2 separate regions of the Rattus norvegicus genome follow, and region 1 is linked to region 2. A link is a contact called in public Hi-C data. All regions are on one chromosome and are shown on one strand. Each heading gives the region's core, a stretch centred on a gene start, on an enhancer-like site or on the middle of the called end of the contact. The rest is flanking DNA. Distances are from core to core; before and after follow the strand shown.

The links. A called contact is a pair of places that touch in the nucleus more often than the background predicts.
Region 1: a contact with region 2 is called in a Hi-C map of kidney, with 2.2 times the contacts expected there. The contact joins two enhancer-like sites. A contact is called at or near these places in 4 of 12 Hi-C or Micro-C datasets (the A7r5 cell line, Schwann cells, frontal cortex and 1 more).

The regions. Positions count from the first base shown.
Region 1 is chr1:240,539,618-240,542,547 of GRCr8, reverse strand. All of the region lies in intron 4 of Rnls (renalase, FAD-dependent amine oxidase), which reads left to right. Among named protein-coding and RNA genes, the nearest start is that of Rnls, 180 kb to the left of the region's middle. Within about 2 kb of position 1,342, at least 43 of the 93 cell types and tissues checked have an H3K27ac peak or open chromatin away from gene starts, as enhancers often do. A contact at or near this core is called in kidney, where this site is marked.
Region 2 is chr1:240,250,926-240,254,149 of GRCr8, reverse strand. No RefSeq gene overlaps it. Among named protein-coding and RNA genes, the nearest start is that of Pten, 210 kb to the right of the region's middle. Within about 2 kb of position 1,804, at least 5 of the 93 cell types and tissues checked have an H3K27ac peak or open chromatin away from gene starts, as enhancers often do. A contact at or near this core is called in kidney, where this site is marked.

The DNA of each region.
Region 1 (2,930 bases), core at 93-2,592, 290 kb before region 2:
CCAATCAGAGCTCAGCATTCCTTCTGGCTGGTAAGCCAATCAGATGCAAGCTCCAGGTCTCCTTTCAGTGTTGCTAGGGTTTCAGGTCTACTTCTAAAAACTGGCTTGCTTGCTGCTGGTTCATTCTGTCCCTCTCTTCCTCCAACCCCCCTCCCCATCCCCTTGCTCTCCAAACCCTTCCCTTTCCCTCCTCCCCTCTTTTGGGTTTGGAGCAATTCCAAATGCTTAAGCCTTCCGGAAGTTTGGGTTATTATGAATAAGCAAGGTTTAACTGTGTATTTTTTCCCTTGAGAAACAGGGCAGCTTTTCCACATTCGACTTTGAAAGCATGTGTTTTAGCAGCTTAATGTCCCTTGGTCCATAAAACCGAATTTAGTTGTGTTTAAGGGAATTTTTTTGGTGCGGAGTGACTTTTATTCAGATGACTAGAAGATAAACTGGCATTGAACTTGGCAGTGAGACATCTTGTCATTTGAACCTCATTGGGCTAACACAGCGGATTCTAAGTATGTCAAAGCTGATGGTGGAAGATAATATTTGATAGCACTCAGTTGTTCTGTTCTATCTTGAACTTTCAGTGATGGGATTAGTGGTGAAAGTCACTGGTCAGCAACGATGGGGACTCTCACTTTATGGCTAAGTGGGTGTTCCTTCCATCACATCTGGACCCATGGGTCCTCTTTAAATGCTCTCCAGCTGGGCGAGTGAAGATGCCCTCGACACAAACTGCCTCTGCCTCCCGAAAGCATAAGGGCGATGCCAGATTGACTAGGAGAAAACAGCAACAAGAGCTATGTCTTTCTCCTAACCTTTGCTGCATTCTTAAGAGCTGGAGCAGCATAAGGATTCACAGTGTAAAATGACCCAAGACAGGGGGCACAAAGCCAGAATTCTGTCAGAAGAAGCTTAGAAAAGCTTAATGATTAACAAAGGAGTCGCTGCCTTCGGGCTCTGACCTTTAGAACTAACCAGCTTTAAGCTTTTGGTTCTAGCCCTTCAAGTCACTTGTATCAAAGAAAAAGGTACTTCCTAAAGACATTACCGTCCATCCATTCAAAAAAGAAAAAAATATAGAAGAGAAAAGGTGTCAGTACTAGGGAATGTGTTCTCAGACAGCATGGTCTTAGTCCTAAAAACAGTATTAATTGTTCACATATTTTAATTATTTATTTGGGGAGGTAGCCTTTAAGGAAGGCCTTGGTGTTAGTGCATATCCTGCAGGTGAAATGTATGAAATTTGGTTAACATGGTAACGGCTCTAAAAATACCTAGGCTACAGTTTAACCACAGAGTTTCCTCCTTAACGTAAAAGAGCCGCTGCCATGAGGTGCTCGAAAGTGCAACAAGAGCCACGTCTGACTCCGTGCAAGCAGCCTCTCGAGTCAGGCCTGGCAAGGACGGTGCACTGCCACTCGGCATCAAAGCAGCAATTAAAGTTTCGTGAGACCATCCGACAGAGCGCAACCCAGCTGATCCAAATGTCTACGCATTCTCCTCTCCCTGTCTCTACCTCTTCTGCTCCCACCCACAGCAACCAAGCAGGGTGTGGCAGGGGTTCAGTCACTATAGCGTGACCACAGGGCCTCACCCAAGGAAAAACGTGGGTCGCAGAGACCCAAGCGGGTAAGGAGGCTACAGCAGTTTTCCCAGCACTCTCTGCGGAGACTCAGATAGAGGGTGCAGGGAAGGTAAAATTGCTCACTTGAGGTTTTTTATCCGAGAGGCCCTCGCTTCACAGAACAAAGGGTGGTGGAGGGTGTGACCTTTCCCTGGATGGCTTTGCAGTTGCCCAGGTCAGGCAGGTTCCTCTGAGCTCTAAGTCTCCTTACAGGGTTAAGAGATTTCTTACAAAAATCAGTCTGTCAAGGTTGCATGACTTGGTAAATGAAACCACTGACACCCGTTTATACTAGAATTTCAGATAAACAATGAATAATTTATTTAGTAAAAGAATGTCTGGTGCAATATTTGGGACATTGAAGACATTCCTTGTTCATCTGAAATTCAGATCTGGGTGTTGTGTGTTCTACCTGGTAACTCCAGTAAAATCCTCTGGGCTTCTTCCGTAGACTTCTCACCTCCGAGAGCCTGGACTGTACTGTTTGCTTAAGGCCTTTCCCTTCGGCTTGTTTTGGTTTTGTTTGGTTTTGCTTTACCCTGCCTCTCAGACCTCGGGTGGCTTTACAGACCCAGAGGTGAGGACATGAAGTAGCAACTGCTAAGCTCTGTCTCATCTTAGTGTGTGTGCTTTTGATGCATGCAATGTTTTTGTAATATTTCATTTTATGTGCGGGGGTGCCTTGCCTGCTTGTATGCCTGTGCACCGTGTATGTGTCTCGTGCCAGCAGGGGCCCAAGGAGGGCATCAGATCCCCTGGAACAGGAGTGAGGTAGCTGTGAGAGGTCCTGACGGTGCTGGGAATAGAAGATAGGTCCTCTGAAACCGCCTTTGCAATGCCCCTACCTACTGGGCCTTCTCTCCTGCCCAGTGAATGGTCTTTTGGAGGGGGTGTCTCTGGCTGTCCTGGATCTTGCCAGTTTGGCCTTGAACTCACAGAGATTTACTTATCTCTGCCTCCCAAGTGCAGGGACTAAAGGAATGTCTAACCATAGGCTGAATGGTCTGTTTAACTAGCACAACCTTCTGTGTGATAGGCTACTTAGAGTCTACAGAAAGAGCATGTGACCTGACCAAGGTCACACAGCTAACAAGCACCAAAGCCAGGCGAGACGGACGCTAACTAAGCTGCTGACTCGGTTGCCATGGCACCAGCGCTGTTAAGTGTGGCTTTGGTGGTTAGTTCACACTAGGCTCTCCCTAGTGCTTCACACTTCATAAGCGAAAGACACCACCTGCCAGCTGAACTAGGACTGTTCTCCCTCAACTTAGACAAACCACCGTGTTTGTCTCTTTTCTGTCAGCGTACCTCC
Region 2 (3,224 bases), core at 555-3,054:
CTCCTTGTCTCCCTTCACTCTGTGATCTCTCTGCCATGGGGCTAATTGCCCTTCCTCCCACCTAAAGCCTTTATCAGAAGCCAAGTGGAGTCAGAGGACTTCCAGAAAATGAACATCTGTTCTTTATAAATTATCCAGGTTTGGCCAGTATGCTGAAGCACTGGCTCTCAACCTGTAGGTCACAACCCCTTTGGGGGTTGAATGACCCTTTCATAAGGATGCTTAAGACCACTGGAAAACACAGATATTTATATTACGGTTCATAACAGTAGCAAAATTACAGTTAGGAAAAAAACAACGAAAATAATTTTACGGTTGTGGGTCACTACAACATGAAGCACCATATTAAAGGGTTGCACCGTTAGGAAGGTTGAGAGCCACTGTGCTAAAGCAAAAGAAAACAACCCGAGACAGGAAAAAAATGGCCATCTGGGGCTGAAGAATTATGTCCTAATGGTATCCGCCATGGGCTAGGCACACTGGACCTGAGGCTTCACCTAGTGGCAGCAGCCAAAGATCTGACCACTTGGCTCACATCACGGAATTTATCCATGGTCCCTAAATATTATGCTCTGAAAGCCTCTTCAGTCTGATGTTTGCCAAGGCCAAGAGAACTTGTTATTCCCATACAATTCTTCCTTCTTGGACTCTTGAGTTCTAGCATGCACTAGATGCTTTTATTCACAGTCTCTTACTTCATGAAAGACTCGGAAATGTATAAACAGAAAGGGGGGGATGGGTGTTGAGGAATAATGAGATAAAGGAGTTCTGACCAGACCCTGACCTGCTCTCAGGTGATAGAAAAGGAAGGGTGTGTTCTAAGTTGCATCAGAGCGGTTCTGCAGAGGAAGGAAGCTCTTTGGGGAAGCAGTGGTCTGCAATGTTGCCAGTGCCTGAGGGAGGTGTCCCAGGTCAGCAAGACTCACCTCAGCTGATGTCAGGGGAACAGCTCTCCCCTGAAGACACCTTTGGTATGAGAAAGGGTCTAGGGCCACACACTGGAGCCCAAGAGAAAAAAAAATCACAGGCAAAATGGACGGAGAGACACAGTCGAATCACATCTTCCTCCCCATGCCTTAACCTTTCCCCCATTTCCTCTTAGCTGTGGTTAAACAGAAAACATCTCTATTAAATGAGGGCCTCTTGCTTAGAGTCTCCCTCCACCTTCTGATTCCACCAGGGGCTGCCTGTAGCTAAGAAGCGGCCTGCCTGAATGCAGTTGCTCTCCCTCAGCTTCTGTTTGTGTCCTCTGTCAGCCCTTCCCACCCATGCCTCTCAGACCCCTTCATTCGGACGTCCAATTTCCCTGCTTCCTTCCACGGACCCCACCCTCCCTGCCTCCTTTCTCCTCTCTGCAACCCACGTCCTTGTTCCCCTCCCCCTCCTTTTCTCCTTTCTCTTCTCCTCCCTGGTCCCTGCCCCCACAACTCTTCCTCTCTACTTCCTCCTTGCTCTCTCCTCCTCCTCCTCCTCCCCCCTCCTCCTCCTCTTCCTCCCCCCTCCTCCCCCCCTCCTCCCCCCTCCTCCTCCTCCCCCCCTCCTCCTCCCCCCCCTCCTCCTCCTCCTCCCCCTCCTCCTCCTCCCCCTCCCCCCTCCCCCCTCCCCCCTCCCCCTCCCCCTCCCTGTCCCTCACATCCCTGCTTCCCTGTGCTGGTTAGGTTTTTGTCAACTTGACACAGGTCATCTGGGAAGAGGGAACCTCAAGTGAGAAAAGGCCTTCTTCAGATTAGCCTATAGGCAAGTCTCTGGGTCATTTTCCTGATTAATGATTGCCATGAGAGGGCCAAGTTCACTGCGGGTGGTGCTGCCCCTGGGCAAAAGAGAGAGAGAACTGAGCAAGTGATGGGGAGTGAGCCAGTGAGCACAGTACTCCTTGGCTCCTGCCTCCGCTCCTGGGTTCCTACCCCAACTTTCCTTAGTAATGCACCGTGTTAGGGACTTGTGAACCAGTCTTTCCTGCCAAGTTACTTTTGGTTGTGGTATTTCACAGTGATAGAAAGAAAACTAAGACATCCCCTCTCCTCCCTGCCTCTTTCTCTCTATACCCACTGTTCTCCATCCCCTTCCTTCTCTCTGTCTAGTCTGACTTTACTGACCTCAGACCATCTCAATAAGTGCTTCCTGATTTCCTTGCTTCTGATTTCTGTCAGATCCAAAAGAAGACTCCAGTTTTAAGTACAGTTATCAGAAGGCTCAGCTAAGGAAAGAGGAGTTGTAGCTCATTCCTCATGTGTGTGTGTGTGTGTGTGTGTGTGTGTGTGTAAAATAAGTATATTGAAAAATATTTTATCATAAAAATTTCCAAGCACATGAACTACTTTGTATTGTTTCTTTGTAGTTTCCCAGAGGCTAACTGTGCCTAACACACACGCAGGAGAGAGAGAGAGAGAGAGAGAGGCAGAGACAGAGACACAGAGACAGAAGACAGACAGACAGAAACACACATGTACATATACATATATTCTTAAATGGCCATTGAATGAAAGCCTCAACCAACAAATGAATGGACGTGGAAGTCACACACCCCTTTATCTCACTTGAGCATGAGTCCACAGTATCTGCTGAACCAGAGAGCAGAGACATCCATCTTGTGAATCCTCGGGTGGAGACCCATTACATCAGCAGACATATTAAAAGGAAATGGTGTTACTGTCGCCTGTCTGTCCTCTTCAATGGCCAGCATTTTCCTTGTTAACTTCATTAACTTTCCTGGCAAATCTTCTTTTATAAACACAGGTAGAATCCCAGCGCAAAGCTCCCGACACAGAGCCACTGGCTCTGCTCGTTCTCTCAGCCAAGCTGGGGCTCTCTCCCTTCCCCTTCCACCCCTCACTGGTTCATCCCTGGATCCCTCTCGCTCATCTATCCAGCAAATGTTGGTGTGTTGCCTTCCCCGTGACAGCCTGTGTGCTGCAGGCTCTGTGTATGCCATCGCATTCAACCCACATAAGACGCTAAGGAAGGAACTTTTATTTTCTTTACTTTTTACATAAAGGAACCAAGGTGAAAGTTGGTCAAATGGGTTCCCCCTAATTGCCTTGATTTGCTCACCACTGAAACAGTTCTCAGGACATGGACCTTTAAGTTTTAAACTCAGAACAGTCCCGGGCAAGCTGCTCCAGTTTTCCCAGGACTTGGAAATTCCCCGGGGCATGAGACTTTCAGTGCCAGCACTGGGAAAGCCCCGTGCAAACTGGATGGGTTGGTTACCCTGCTCCAACCAC